Linked DNA regions of Oryctolagus cuniculus: region 1 is linked to region 2. A link is a contact called in public Micro-C data. All regions are on one chromosome and are shown on one strand. Each heading gives the region's core, a stretch centred on a gene start, on an enhancer-like site or on the middle of the called end of the contact. The rest is flanking DNA. Distances are from core to core; before and after follow the strand shown. Region 1 holds the start of MAP3K20 (mitogen-activated protein kinase kinase kinase 20). Region 2 overlaps MAP3K20 (mitogen-activated protein kinase kinase kinase 20).

Evidence for each region. A called contact is a pair of places that touch in the nucleus more often than the background predicts.
Region 1: a Micro-C map of ear pinna shows a contact between it and region 2, with 5 times the contacts expected there. The contact joins the promoter of MAP3K20 here to the enhancer-like site in region 2. A contact is called at or near these places in 2 of 6 Hi-C or Micro-C datasets (ear pinna and psoas muscle).

The regions. Positions count from the first base shown.
Region 1 is chr3:68,039,538-68,047,116 of mOryCun1.1, forward strand. It overlaps MAP3K20 (mitogen-activated protein kinase kinase kinase 20), which reads right to left and starts at 3,200. Exons shown (of 20, transcript XM_008258756.4): 1 at 3,066-3,200. It overlaps LOC127491525 (translation initiation factor IF-2), which reads left to right. Exons shown (of 5, transcript XM_070069878.1): 3 at 2,279-2,658; 4 at 2,756-3,526; 5 at 6,050-7,579. The coding sequence ends at 6,171.
Region 2 is chr3:67,921,066-67,928,592 of mOryCun1.1, forward strand. It overlaps MAP3K20 (mitogen-activated protein kinase kinase kinase 20), which reads right to left. Exons shown (of 20, transcript XM_008258756.4): 10 at 3,061-3,167. Among named protein-coding and RNA genes, the nearest start is that of MAP3K20, 120 kb to the right of the region's middle. Within about 2 kb of position 1,911, at least 5 of the 8 cell types and tissues checked have an H3K27ac peak or open chromatin away from gene starts, as enhancers often do. A contact at or near this core is called in ear pinna, where this site is marked.

The DNA of each region.
Region 1 (7,579 bases), core at 1,950-4,449, 120 kb after region 2:
AGCCGTTGCAAACCCCTTATACTCAAAGCACAGAGTAGTCATGAGAGCTTCCCATCGAGTCCCTGCACGCACACTTCCATAGGATCCGGGAGACAGGCGAGGCGGGCGGCTTTCTGTGTGAGGCTTGAGAGGTGTGCAAGAACACCCTGCGCCACCACGCAGCCACAGTGGCTGAGGCTTCAGGCACGGCTCTCACAGCGTTCATGTAGGCCCCCAACTAATACGTGGGGAAGCTGAGGACCAAGGCTGCGAAGGCTGCTTGCGCTGACTCCCTGGCTTGCTAGCAACACAACTGAGATTCACACACAGGTCTGATACCAAAGACAGATTCTTTTTTTCACTGCAAGTCTTTTGCCATTGTTTCATTCTGCAGCCTCCTTAGACTTTCCCTTATTTGCCTTTCTTTAAACAAGACCCTTTTCTATTACACTAATTACCCGATAGCTGCCTATACACCTCTAGGTCAGTATGAAGTGTTAATTTCCTATTAGCAATTGTGACAATGGGCTTAGGGTGTCAAATGAGTGGCTGCTCTGTTCTCATAGAATCTTCTGCTGTGTTGAGATAATTTCACTGCTGTTAGGGCCTAATCGATGCTCCAGCTGTCCGTAGGAGTCTGACACAAAAGCACCCACGGATCAGTCAAACCAATCTAAGCTCTAGCATTTACAGCTCTCTTTCCTTAACAGGTGCAGTTTTCCGGGCACAGCTGGAACTCTGCTTACTTGTGTGTAGCGGGGCAAGGTTAATAGCCACACTAGAAGTAGCCTAAATCTTCCCTACAGTAAGACACGAAGGGCCTTGGCTGCTCCTATTACACTCAGACAAGCCACAGCGCCCCTGTCAATCTGTCCTGGGTAGAATAAAATAGAAAGCAAATGACCCTAGTTGATTTTTTTTTCTGACATCTCAGGATACAGATATAAGGCAATTTATTCAAGAATAACATATCACCACATACATCTTTTTGTGGTTAAAAAAAAAAAACACATGACCATGGATTGTCCCCCTCTCTCTTTTCTGCATCTCTCAATTTCTGAAACCAACGGTTCGCTTCGCTCTCTCGCTGCGCACGCACTTTATCTGACCCCTTTCGTGCAACATCGCTGTCATTTCTTGCATGTTTCTGCTGATGACTCGCTTCTCCACTGCGCGCCCTTGCTAACTCCTGCTCCTAAGCCTGCAGCCCTCTCCGAGTCAGCTTCAGTGCTCACTGCAGATAGGCAGGGAGCCAATGTATTGCCAATAGCACTCACTCTTGTGCTGACTTAAAATACACAGAGCAACTTGCCAGGTTTCCTTATTTGGCAAGAAGGTCCCTTAGTTCCCAAGATCTTTGACCATCCATTTTTAGATCCAAATCCACATGCTGAATATTTGGATACTACTTTCCCTGTGTCTCTCTCTTCAATGTGTCCTTATGCATTCCCTAAAAGAATAAGAAATCCATCATCTAGTTTGCTTCCTAAACAAGAAAAGCACATCCCCTTGCCATTGTAGTTTGGTGATTTACTCTGCAATTACTACCACTAAAACTTGTTTTAAACAACATTTTTCAGTTCAAAAACAAAAACCCTCAAAATAATCCTGAAGTTATAGGAGGAATTAAATGGTGGAGGCCCAAAATAACTAGAGCACATCCTCCAAAAGACTGTTTCTTTTATTTTAATGCTCTCTTTTCAAACAAATGAAATTCATATTCATTTGCAAGCTCCCAAATCGCTCACTATTGTAACAAGAATTTAAAACAAAGGCTCTCCACAAATGACCAAAACCATAATTAAAGCACAGCCGTCACATTTGGGGGGTAGGGGGGATGAGGTGGGAAAAAAACAACAACAACAAGAAATGCCACTGCAGAGAGAGAGGCCTACTACAAAGAAGACATTAGCCGGTCTTGAATCACTGGTTTATTTTTGTCTCTCAACGCGTTTGTAGGTTTGGCTCCACGAAGCCTGGCTTCAGCGAAGGTCAGGAGAGCAAGGAGGCCCCCGAGCAGGGCGGGGGACACCTTCAGCCGCGTCCCAGCCCAAACGTCCCGGGTGCGCCGGGCCGAAGCCCCTGCACCGGGACTCGAGGGAGCGGGCTGCCGCACCGTCGCTGCCGTGGGCCACCAAACGCTGCTGCTTTCATTATCAAACTGCCCAAAATAGTAACTAAGTTCCCCCAGAAACGGTGCTTATGCGGCAATCTCAAGGAGCAGGCGAAACGTACGTTTCCAGCAACCCAACAGCGGCGCCCCGTTGTTTTTTTTATTTTTTATTTTTGCCTTTTTTAGGCGGCTCGATGACATTTCGACGGCTCTGAATCAAAGTTTTCCTGGAGCTGTCATGAGCCAGCCAGGCGTGGCGGGGGGACCTCGGCGGACCGCTGCGGACCCGGTGCAGGTCTCGGAGCCCACGCGCCCCGCGCCTCAGTGGGAGCCGGGAGGGAGCCGCGGCGGGCGGGCGCCGCACGCGGCCCGGGACGCGGCCGGAAGGGCAGGGGAAGAGGTCGCTCGGGTGGGAGCCGCCGCTCGCGGCCGAGTCTCACAGGGAAGCAGAAGTCGGCTGTCTGTCCTCGCACCCACGCACGCCCGCCCGTCCGTCCGTGGGAAGGGGCCCGCAGCCGGCCCGGATTCGGGAGACTCGCCTTTCGCCCCCCACCGAGAGTTCCCCGGTCACTCTCCGCCCGGCCGGCTCCGCCCGTACGGCCGGCCGGAGCCCCGGGCCCGGCCAGCGGGGCCGGAGGGCGCCCCCTGCCCGCGCCGCCTAAGCCCGGGCCGCCCCGGCCTGCGCCCGGCTCTTCCGGACGCCAACTTTTCCGTGGGACCGGCCCCAACTTCCCGGAGCCGCACTCGGCCGCGGGCCGGCGCGGGCCCCGGGATCGCTGGCTCCACACACCGCGGCCCGGCGGCCCCCGGGGGCCGGAAGAGGCGCCCCGTGGGGACCTGCAGTCCGGCTGGGTCCCCTGGCCCTTAGCAGGGCCTCCCTCGGCCCGGAGCCACCGGGACGACTTCGCGAGCGCGGCGGGGCCCTCTCCCTCCGTCCCTCCCTCGGTCCGCGGCCTGCAGCCTGGCCCCCTACCTGGCTCCCGGGCCGGACGCGAGCAGCAGCCGGGGGCGCGGAGCCCCGCGCGACGAGGGCGGCGGCGGGGGTCGGGAGGACGGCGGCCCGCGCGGCTCCCACGCTTCCGCCGGAGTCAGGAGTTGAACATTCCGCCTCTCCGCGCGGCGCCAATGAGCAGCACAGTGGCCGCAACAGCACCACCTACCTCCGAGCGCGGAACGGCCGCGCGCCGGCCCTCCCCGGCACGCCCGGGCCTCCGGGCCCGATCGCCGGCGCCCGCCCCTCGGCGCGCTGGAGCCTGCCGAGGCCCGGGACGCCCGGAGCAGCGCGCTGGCCCTTTCGCTGGGCACCACCTTATCCCGACCGCAGACATAGGCGCTGGGGCGCCGGGGAAGTCAGTGCTGTAGTGGGGAAGGGCCAGACTCGCACAGAGCTTCCCGGGGGGAAACGGGGCCCCAGCCGCCTCCGTGGAACCACCCGTGAGTACCCCCGCAATTCTGAGGAGTCCAGGTTGAGGAGACAGAGCCAGGTGGGAGTGGACGCTGGGGACCACGGCGAGTGATTGTGAATTGTGGGGAGCGCGATGTTTCCGTAGGGGGACAGGCCAGACAGGTGGTGAAGGCGTAAGCCAAGCTGTCCCGGGTTTCGATCTTGACTTTTCTCACCCGTGAACACGGGGGAATTGTGCAAAGCGAGTCGAGGGGGAGGTGGCTGTTTGTGTTTTTAGCTTAGTGGGGGTTTAGCGCAGTCGGCTGTGGCTGTGCAGTGGGTTGCTAGGGGGAGGCACAGCAGTGCGACTGTTGCTGTGACCTGGTGGTGGGATGGTGAGGACCTGAGGCAGAGTGTGCAAGCTGGAATTGAAGAGGAGAAACATCGAGAGACCTGTTTCAGGAAGAGGCGTGACCCAGGACATGTGGAAGACAAGGAGAGAGGGAGAGGACGCCAGGGTTTCAGGCCTGGGTGACTGGAAGAGGGATGGTGTCACTGACAGGAATAGGAACAGGGGACGCTGGCTTTTTGCCAAGTTTGAGGTCACCAAAGGAAAACCAGGTAGAGATGCAGCAGCCGAAACACCACACTGGCATTCAGAACACTGGCCAAGAGCACTGTTGTGCAGCTTGCAAGACATCCATGGAGGCTAAGGACGTGCAGTGGAGGAACAGGCGAATGTATAGGTCAGGAAAAACACAACTCTTTATCCCTTTGATACAGACTGAAGATTTTAGGATTATTAAATTCTATTTTGGTAACTGAGAAATTAGGATTGATAAAAACTGTCAGGCTAACAAAAAGTTCCTAATGTAGGTAATCAAATAATTGTTGAAGCCATCTAACCATAAAAGGGAAAACAAAGGCACTTCAGCACGTTCAGCCTGGGCTCAGGCTTAGGGATTCTGCAGGCATTTTACCTTACCTTCCAAGGCACCTGACCAGGAGAGGGTTGGGGAGCCAGGGGACCTGGCTGTGGTCTGAGTCCTAGCAGTTACCAGCGGGGCACTTGCTGCCTAGGCCTGGCTCCTGCTTGGCGAAGCGAGGGGGCCTAATGAGCTGTTAGCTGCAGGTTCCAGCTATAAAATGATGAAGGCTTCACATTTGAAGCTCATGGCTTCAGAAGCTTAAACTTTTTGGCCACTTTACCGCTCCGTCCTACCCATCTTCCTTCCTTCTCCTTTCCACCCATAATTAGGATCAAAGAATAACTATGAGGAGCAAGGAACGCCAAAGAGGAGGCTCTCAGACATGCTTGCCTGGTCATCCGGCAGGCATTGTCTTGTCTTCCCAAGTAGGTTGTAAATTCCCAAAGGTCTCTTGTCTCTGTCCAGAGCTGGAATAAACACCCAATAATTGTGTGATAAGCTTCCAGCTTCTAGCCTGACCTTTCTTTTGCCAAGCTGCCTGCTCCCTTATGACTACATTGTTCTGATAAATGCAGACTAGGGCTTCTTCCCATCAGTGACAAACCATGTTGAAGGTTTCTTTGCTACTTCTCACCTGGCAGATAACAGGTACATTTACTAACATAAACAGTGCTAACAAAGAGATCTAGTCAGACCTATCTTAGCAAACCTTCCTATTCCTTTACTTCAAATGTTTCCACACTAAAAATAGACGTGCTCTGGGCAGTGGGGTGGCTTGGAAGTTCTTCACACCCTCTTACATCCAAGAACACCCTGCAAAATCAACTTGCGATCTAAGTTAAACCAGTGTGTTTACTGTGTAAATACAGCTTTAGGGAAAAGCTCCTAAGCCCCACTCAAGGATACTGTTCTCCCTAAGCCCCTCTTCACTGGAAACCCTGGAGCTGCCACCAGCCATTAGTGGATCAGAGAAGTGCAGACATACATTCTATTCAAGACAGAAAGAAAGGGGCTCAGAGGCAAACAGCATTGTTTATGCTCCCTTGCCCCAGGTGGTGACAAGCTCTGGTACAGGCTGGCACCCAGGAGGACTTTCTCTAGCCATCTCACTTCTCCAACTTAGATGGTGAATACTTACTGTCTGCATCACAGCCACGAATTAACCAGCTTTTATACCAAGGTCAGTACAACTCTGAATCACTGGGAAATTAAAACACACAAGCAAACATCCTTTAAGATTAGTAGCCAGTACCTTAATATCATAAATGAAGCCCTGGTTACTGTTTGAGCTTAGCTGTTACAGAGATTCTCAGGAAGACTTGGATACCACCTTCGTTGGGTGTCCTGGGGCACGACAGCAGCGGAAGGGCAGGAAGCGTATTGGAGATTTTGCAAAATGTATTCAAGAAGACTTGACTGACTGTAGGGCACAGCGCTGAGCTTTGTTGATGACAGTGGTGAGGGAGGTGTGGTCCCTCCTCTTCCAGAGTTCCCAGAGTGCAATGGAAAAGCCAGCAAAGACACAGCAATTGTATTGAGGTGTGCTCTGCAGCAGGCAAGGGTGAGGGGCTTACAGGAGAGCACCAAACAGTTTTGAGAGGTTGATGAAGACTGCCAACTCAAAGAAGCTCTATGCTGATACAGGAAGAACGAAGAGGATCCGCTGGACAACAAGGAAGGGGAAGTATGCCGGGCACAGGGACCAGCAAATGCAGACCCCAAGGAACGACACCACCAGAGCAATAGTCCTTGTGTGGCAGCGATAGTGGCAGCAGTGACATACTCATGATGATGACAGACACGGCCAATATTGACTGAGTATTCAAATGCCGTGCACCCAATAACAGTTTTACACGCTCTTGCCATCTAGTCTTCACACTGCCAGGCAGCTTGCACGTCACCCACACCATAGGGCAGGAGAAAGCCTTGAGAAGCGTGCACAGCTTGCCTGCCTTCAGGGTGCAGGAGGTAACCAGCAGGGCTTGTTCTTTTAGTTCAAGCCGTTCCCCAGCGTTTTGCTCTCAGGATTTCTTTATACTCCAAAGAAAGGTGTCAACTGGTTTTTGTTTGTGTGAGCTACCCCTGTCAACATTTATCATGGAAATGAAAATGGAAGGGGCAGGTGTTGTGGCACAGCTGGCCAAGCTGGGGCTTGTGACACCCGCATTCACATCAACGTGTCTGGCTCAAGTCCTAGCTGCTCTGCTTTCCATCCAGCTTCCCAGTCCTACACTCAAGAGGCAGCCGACGATGCTCATGCATTTGCCACTCATGTAGAAGACCCAGATGGAGTTCCTGATCCTCGGCTCTGGCCTGGCCCAGCCCTGGCTGTGGTGGGCATTTGGGGAGTGAAACAGAAGACACAAGATCTCTATGTCTCTTCTGTGTCAGTCTGCCTTTCAAATAAAGTAATATTTTTAAAAAATTAAATATTAACTCATTTAAAACACAATAAGCCCACTTATGCTAACATATATAACATGTTTTACTAAAAAAACTATTATCCAAATTTTTAAAGATTAACAGTGTCATTATTTTAGACTTCTGAAAATCTCTTTAAGATTTTTTTCATTGGAGTGGGTGTTGTGGCACAGCACATCCCATATTGATGGTCATGTGGGTTGACAAAGGCCTACTGATCCAGTCTTGAGTCCTGTTCACCGTTCACTCCACCATTGTTTGGTGCTATTCTCCTCTAAATTTCTAATGTCAAATTTGTATGAGTTATAACTGAGCTTATCACACCCTTTCAGCACTGAACCGGGCTCTCTCTCCTGTTCTGCAAGAAAACGCATACATTCCTTCCCCAAGGACTTGAGCATTGATAGGATTTCCTGACAGAATCTGGTAACCTTTGACTGTGAACACAAGGCCAGCATGGATTCAGGGAAATCAAGACGTGCCCAGGGTTTTCACTGGAATCACAGAGAACAGTGTGGGTTGGTTTCAGGAAACACTTGACCTAGTTTCTCGGGCTGGCTTTATCAGCCAGGAGACCACAAAGATGACAGCACGATACAGATCCTTGCTATCAGGCTGAAACCTGAGCCGCGAGTGCTGTTGCATGGGCTGATGCTCTCATAGAGAAGGGCTTCCAGTGGTAGGTGGCTGGCTCTCATCTCTCTCCTGCACATCTCAGCAACTTAAATGAAGGCCTGGTGGCATGCATATCTA
Region 2 (7,527 bases), core at 661-3,160:
CTGGGATCCTGGCTTCAACCTGGCCCAGTCCTCACAGTTGCAAGCATTTGGGGAGTAAACCAGATGAAAAATCTGTCTCTCTCTAATAAAATTAAAATTTTATAATAAAATGAAATTTTAAAAAGAAATCAGAATTCCTATAAAATAGATGAGGAATAAATTTGTGAGAGAATTAAAAGATGTTTGCTTTGGCACAAAAATGTTGAAATCCTTCCTTACAGAGTCCTCAGAAAGTTTAGCATGTATTATGAAAAAAAAAAAAAAATTCATGGATTTCTTTGCACCAAAATAAGCCTATCTTTTTTTTAAAAAAATTTGAGAGGCAGAGAGCCAAAACTTCCACCTGCTGGCTCACTCCCCAAATGTCTGCTGGGCCATGGTCAAAGCTGGCAGCAAGGTGTTCTGCACGGTGGCAGGTACCCAACAACTTGAGCATCGCTAGGTCTGCATTTTCATGTCCTTTAGTGTTTTAGTAAAAGGCTACTTTATTTTTCATTTTTAAAGATTTATTTATTTGAAAGGCAGAGGGCAGAGAGATCTTCTATCCATTGGTTCACTTCCCAAATCCCTATAACACCAGGGTTTGGCCAGGCCCAAGCCAGGAGCCAGGAATTCCAACTGCATCTCCCACAGGGTGGCAGGGACCCAAGTACCTGAACCATCATCTGCTGCCTCCCAGGTGCGTATTTCAGGAAGCTGAATTGGAAGCATGGAGTGGCTAGGACTCCAACCAGGCTCTCCAATATGGGATGGGTCTCAAGCAGTAGCTAACCCCACTCAGCCACAATCCACACCTCTAAAATGTTATTTTAAATAAAAAAACTCTTTGTCTGTGACAGAGGTTTTCAGTGTTGCTCTGGGGACCCATGAGACCTTCCAGAAGATTCTTGGAGTTACGCTGTTTTCAGAATATCACTAGACAGGGGTCGCCTGTTCCGCTCTCATCCTCTAAAAGCGTTCGGTCTCCCACAGGTTCCCTGCGTGCGCAAGTGACGCAGACTGAATGCAAAAGCGTGCTGTGTCACTGTGTGTAGTTTCAATGAATCAACACATATTTAAGTTTTTTCTCGATTCTCATCGTGAATGTGGTAAACACTGGCAGATGCAGGTCATGATAACAAAGGTTCTTTGGAGTCCACTGTAATTCTAAGAACGTAAAAGAGTCCTGAGACCAAAACCTATGGGAATGGTCGTACGTGGGGAAGAGCTGTGACAGCAGCTGTCATCTGTCTTGGACCCGATTTCTGAGGGCACTGTTTTTGGCCATATGTAGGCTTTAAGATTTTCACGTGGAGAGCAAGCGACTTTCCTCCTGACTGATGCTCTGTTGCCATACTTTTAAAGACTCCCTGTCGCAAGGGTATTAATATCCCACTGACCCTTGGGATAACAGATCGAATGGCACTTCCTTGGGGAAGGCTTTCACAGCAGCCTCGGCCCAGATCAGATGGTGTGGGCCTGTGCTCTCAGGCGTCCGGCGCTTCTCAGCTGCGACGCCTGTCCAGTAGCTATGTGTGGGTTTCCATTTAGCAGTTTGGCAACTGGACACGCTGTGACAAGCATCCTGTGCTCATGGCTCCGGCCCGGCACCTGGGCGGCACCAGCAGAAGCACAATGGATGCTGAACAAACAAATACAACCTGGGTGCTTGTCATGGCAGACAAATGGCCCTACAGGGTTATGTGCTGCTGTATAACACCATCCTTTCATATCATTACCAACAAGGCATTCTCTTCCTCTGTCCTCGTACGTATTGACCAAGCAACAGCTGTGTTTCCAGCATGTTCTAGGAGCTGCAGGGACAGTGGTGAGTGCAAGCAACAGGGGGACATAGTTCAACAACTACCCACAGAGGGCAAGGGCGGGGCTGAGGAGGAGACACGCTCTCGGAGTGCGGAAGGCAGGACTTGGCCTGTTGTGTTATCTCAGCTACCGGAGCCTCAGGGGTGGTGTGCAGCTGCACAGGGGTGGGCTTTAAAGAGGGGAAACTGTATCTGCAAAGCCCCCCTGCAGAGGGAGGGCAAGCGTGGAATAGGACCATGATCTTAAGCTAAGGCCATTGGGGCCAAAACCCAGATGGCCTCATTCAGTCTCCAAAGTCCTGTTAAGTATCTTTCCCTTCATCTTACGAGTGATTGGAACCCATACGAGGGTTCTGATGGGAAGTGATCCGATTACACAGTCACTGATCTCTTACTGCAGGAAACAAATGTTTTGCTTTTTTAATTATTTCAGCCTAAAAATTGTCTCTTAGGACTAGACTTGACTTCACGGTGTTACTTTTGTAGCCCTAAGTAATAATTCACTTAACTCACTCGCCCTAGGGAGATCTTTCAAAGGAATAAGCATACATAGTGTGACTGTAAAATACCAAACAGGAAGCCCAAGGAGACTTGGGACAACAGGAGTCCACAACCTGGTGGTTTTCAACCTGCATGCAGTGTTCAGCCAGCATCAGCAGATGGCGTAAGGCCTCACATTACTGCCTCGGAGCAGAGTTGAGGTTACTCCCACCTCTGCTGAGTCAGGGCAGCAGTGGTGTCAGCTCCCAAACATGCTATTTATACGTGCATCATGTGAGCTGGCTCGGACGGGCTAGCCTGGGCTTACTTTTTCCACTCATACAAGACGGTTCTCTCGTTCCGAAGTTTGTTCTGCACTTCACAACATTTGATAGGATTTATAAGGGCCCAAGTTTTCTTTTACAAGTGTTTTTACAGTGCCCTTGCCCTCTCCAGCAGCAGATCTGGCGCCCGCGCATTTCAAGGCCTGCACAGTTTTCCTCTCTTACTTTACTGGACACAGGCCAGAGCGGGGATGGGGACGGGGACGGGCTGCTCACCAGCGTTTGTCTCAGAAGCCAGGATTTCAGTATTCTTTCCAAACACTGAGGGATGCAGTCAGACAACGCAGACTCTCCCTCTTGCTTCCGTGTGAGAGGGAGGGCTCACCAGGTCTCCTCTCCAAAGGTCTAAAACATTGTTTTCCCTAAGCCACGCGCAGCCAGCAGGACTGTCAGCCAGGGCTCTGTGGCCGGGCTGCAGCGCCAGGACCACCCACCTCCACTCTGCCTTGTTGTGCAGGAACGAGTTGCACTGGTCAGGAAGGCTCGTGTCATTGCGCATGGACTCCAGGATGGCAATGATCTGCTTGAACGACGGCCGTTTCTGCAAAAGGGGAGAGAGTCACATACTGGGCCTTAAGCAGGAGAGCTTTAGAGAAGACACAGGCACCCACAGGCACGGTCATACCCAGCTCAGCCCACCGGGCGGGCGAAAGGAAACGTGACACAACGTTATTTACAGCAGATTCCATATTTTGGATTACTTATGCTGAAGAACATATGCACCCTGGGAGGCAGCAGGTGACGGCTCAAGTACTTGGGTTCCAGCCACCCACGTGCGAGACCTGATTGAATTCCAGTCTCTTGGCTTGGACCTGGCTTAGCTGAGGCTGTTGCAGGCATCTGGGGAGTGAACCAGCAGATGGAAGAGCTCTGTGTGTCTGTCTCTTTATCTCCATTTATCTGCCTTTCAAATAAAATGGAAATAAATAAAAATTTAAAAGGAGAAGGAATAGATTCTGATGTTGTTTTTCTATCCATGTGGCCTAAGCTTGGGATAATTAGTGTTTTTCTCCAGGTAGAAGTTCTCTTTGGGTATGATTAAGGGCTCCTCAAAGGAAAAAAATTAGTCCTTAAAAACATCTATGTGATAAAACTGGTAAAAAGTTAATGGGAGTCTGAGTATCTTGGTGTTCTTGGTGTTTGCTGTACAATTCTTTTTTTTTTTTTTTAAAGATTTATTTATTTATTTGAAAGGTAGAGTTACAGAGAGGCAGAGGCAAAGAGAAGGAAGTCTTCCATCCGCTGTTTCACTCCCCAGATGGCCACAACAGCCGGATCTGGGCCAGTCCGAAGCCAGGAGCCAGGAGCTTCTTCCGGGTCTCCCACGTGGGTGCAGGGGCCCAAGGGCTTGGGCCGTCCTCTACTGCCTTCCCAGGCCACAGCAGAGAGCTGAGCAGGAAGTGGAGCAGCCGGGCCTCGAACCAGCGCCCATATGGGATGCCGGTACTACAGGCAGCAGCTTTACTTGCTGCACCACAGCGTCGGCCCCTGCTGTACAATTCTTTAAATTTTTGTATGTTTTATAAAAAATGTTGGCAGGGGACTGGCGCTCTGGCACAGTGGGTAAGGCTGCTGCCTGCAGTGCCAGCATCCCATATGGGCGCCAAGACCTGGCTGCTCTACTTCCAATCCAGTTCTCTGCTATGGCCTGGGAAAGCAGCAGAAGATGGCCCACGTCCTTGGGCTCCTGTACTCACATGGGAGACCTGGAGGAAGCTCCTGGCTCCTGGCTTTGGATCGGCACAGCTCCGGCCACTGCAGCCAACTGGGGAGTGAACTAGTGGATGGAAGACCTCTCTCTCTCCGCCTCTCCTTCTCTCTCTGTGCAACTCTTTCTCTTTCTTTTTTTAAAGATTTATTTATTTACTTGAAAGAGTTACACACAGAGAGAAGGAGAGGCAGAGAGAGAGAGAGAAAGAGAAAGAGAGAGGTCTTTCATCCTCTGGTTCACTCCCCAGATGGCAGCAACAGCTGGAGCTGCGCCAATCTGAAGCCAGGAGCCGGGAGCACTTGGGCCATTGTCCACTGCTTTCCCAGGCCATAGCAGAGAGCTGGATTGGAAGTGGAGCAGCCGGGACTCAAACTGGTGCCCACATGGGATGCTGGCACTGCAGGCAGTGGGCTCTTCCTGATACACCACAGCGCTGGCCCCAACACTTTCAAATAAATAAATAAATAAATCTTAAAAAAAAATGTTGGCAGAAAAAATCTAATTCCAAATTGATGACTTCTGGAATAAAATTTCCCAATTTCAGCTGGTTAGGAAAAAGATCCTCCAATTTTAAAGTCACTGCTCTCAATGTTTATCCCACATTAGGATGAGCCTCCGTGCGGGACACCGGGAGACGCTGCTCAGCAGGGCGGGAGGCAGTGGGAAGTACATTTCTTCAGCTCACACTAGCTATCCTCGTCTCTCTCCTTAGACTCCAGCCAAGGTTGAGACAAAAGGTTAAAACAAAAACGGAGGAAGAGAATAAAAGGATGATGCACAGTCTCTCTTCACATGCCTTGTAATTATACCATTTCTGAACAAATTACAGTTGCAGCAATTAAACATGCATTTTAATTTGGGCGCACAAAAACAAGAAAGAACAATGTTGAGGTAGCTTGCTCTCAGGACCGAGAGCCTCCTGTATTAGTAAGAAAAGCAATTTTCCCATTTCTCAGAAATACACAACTGAGCTATGGAGTTAGGCCACTATTTTTCTCTTTTTAAGAGCACATGCTTGTGTGTGTGTGTGTGTGTGTGTGTGTCTGTGTTTTAAAGAGACGGCATAAGTACCTAAATGCTACTGGCATATATTCAGCTTTTTAGTAAGTTAAGAGAAAACTGCCTTAAGCAGGAAACTTGAAAAATATCCTGTCTCCTTTAACTCTATTTCCATCTTAATTTCTACCACCATGTGTCAGGTTTTAAAAGAAAAAAAAATTTTTTTTTTGCACAGGAACTAATTACATAATAAAGGATTTTTCATTTTGTAAGGAAAAGCAGGAGAAACTCAAGGATTTTTACAGAATAATATTCATAATCATTCTTGAAATACAGTGAAACCTTCATAATTGAACGAGAACCCCTAGAAAGACTGTAATTTTATAGCTGGAGTCTGCCCTTAGACAAAGTGACCGGTGTGAATGTTTCAGAACAACAGCACTGTGGGCTCTCGTGCGTGCTGGCTGCAGAGGGCCGTGCATCGGCACCTCGGGCTGCTGCTCTACAGGCACTCAGCTTTCTCTCACATGATACCTGGGCCCTGCTTACTGAAAACAAAAATCACAAGGACCATTTCCACATGTACTATATCTACATACACTATTTCTCCATTTGTTACCTTCACTTTATAGACTTAGAGAGACTTCCAGAAAAGAGGGAGCTGGTCAGCCCCACCCAGGGAGCAGGTCATAGACAGAGTCTGTGCTCCCACACTCGGCGTCTCCCAAGGGAAGACACACACCTTCCTTCCTAGGAAGTGAGCACATGGGCTGAACTATTACTATTTCTTTACTGAGGCGTGTCATTTCAGGGCTTGAACCAACATTCACCTTTCCTTTTTCTTTCTCTTTGACAGAATGGTCTGGGCGCCCAGTGTAAGCCACTGGGATGACCCATTGCCCTCCTCCAACTTTGGCGTGCACCCATCCCCCCTCCTCACTGCAAGAGAACACCCGTTCCGTGGGTGGCCTGAATAGTACAACCTGGGTGCTAACACCCTAAAGCTTGAGGACTGACAAAAAACCGAGCACACCCATCAGCTACTGCTCTACGTATGTGCACAGGACTGGCACCCACCTCTGGCAGAACAGCCTCGTATTTCCAGGCAGAGAACTGACCTGGGCCTCTCAGGACATGACCTGCCATCTGGCTGATTCACACAGCAACAAACTGGGCAGCTACTTGATAAACTGACGTAAGATGTGTTAGGGACACAAACACCAATAAGAGGTAGCTCCAGTCCCCTGTAGAGCTAGCAATGCATTTAGCAAGAGCTATCTTAACAGAACAAGGTAAGGCAGGAACTGAGACTACCGTTTGGAGGAGGGAGCGGCAAGTGTGGGCTGGGATCAGAAGGGGAACCACGGCAGGTGTGATGGGGTAGGAAGACAAGGGGAAGAGAGCACTTGCTGAGAAGGGCAGCGCGGAAGCTGTGTTGAGAGGAGGTGAGCAGAGGGCAGGCTGGAAGGGCAGGCACAGGGCATGCACGGGGCAGGACGCAGTTTTAGCAGAACAAAGCGAATTCGGGAAATCCAGGAAACAAAAACCAATCTTGAACTTTGTCTGTTTCATTGCAGGAACAGAAGATGCCTTTGGCCTTAAAGAAGAGTCAGCCCACTCCATGTGAAGGACACGCAGACTCCATGGCTCTAACACTGGAGTGAGGTTTATACCACCTCACGCAGCACACACGTACATCCTCAGAACTGTAATTATGCAGTACCAAGTTCCCCACTAAGACATTCAACAACTGCTTTGCATACTGAAATGTAATTACAAGTATAGATGTAGTTGTAGCAATCTAATTCAGTGCAAATTATTTCACGCAAAATTGTCCTTTAAGCCTCAGAAAAAAAATATCAAACTTACTCTGTATATCATACTGGACATAAGACAGGTTGCAAGATTAGGGAAAGGGTAGTATGATGCTATTTTCACAGTAGAAATTGAGTGTTTTAAAGCAAGTCTGCAGACGTCTGCTTACACTTTGTACTGGATTAGTTGCAAACTGCAGGCATTTCTCTTTAATGCCTAAACATGTCAAGCTCTGCAAAATCCTACACTAAAAACAGGGTCCATACAGGGCTAGGACAGACTTTATTATATGCAACTTTATTATACAGTGCTAATAAACATAATAACGACTCTAAATAAAAATACTAACATAGCTAAAAAGCATGTATAATTCTTT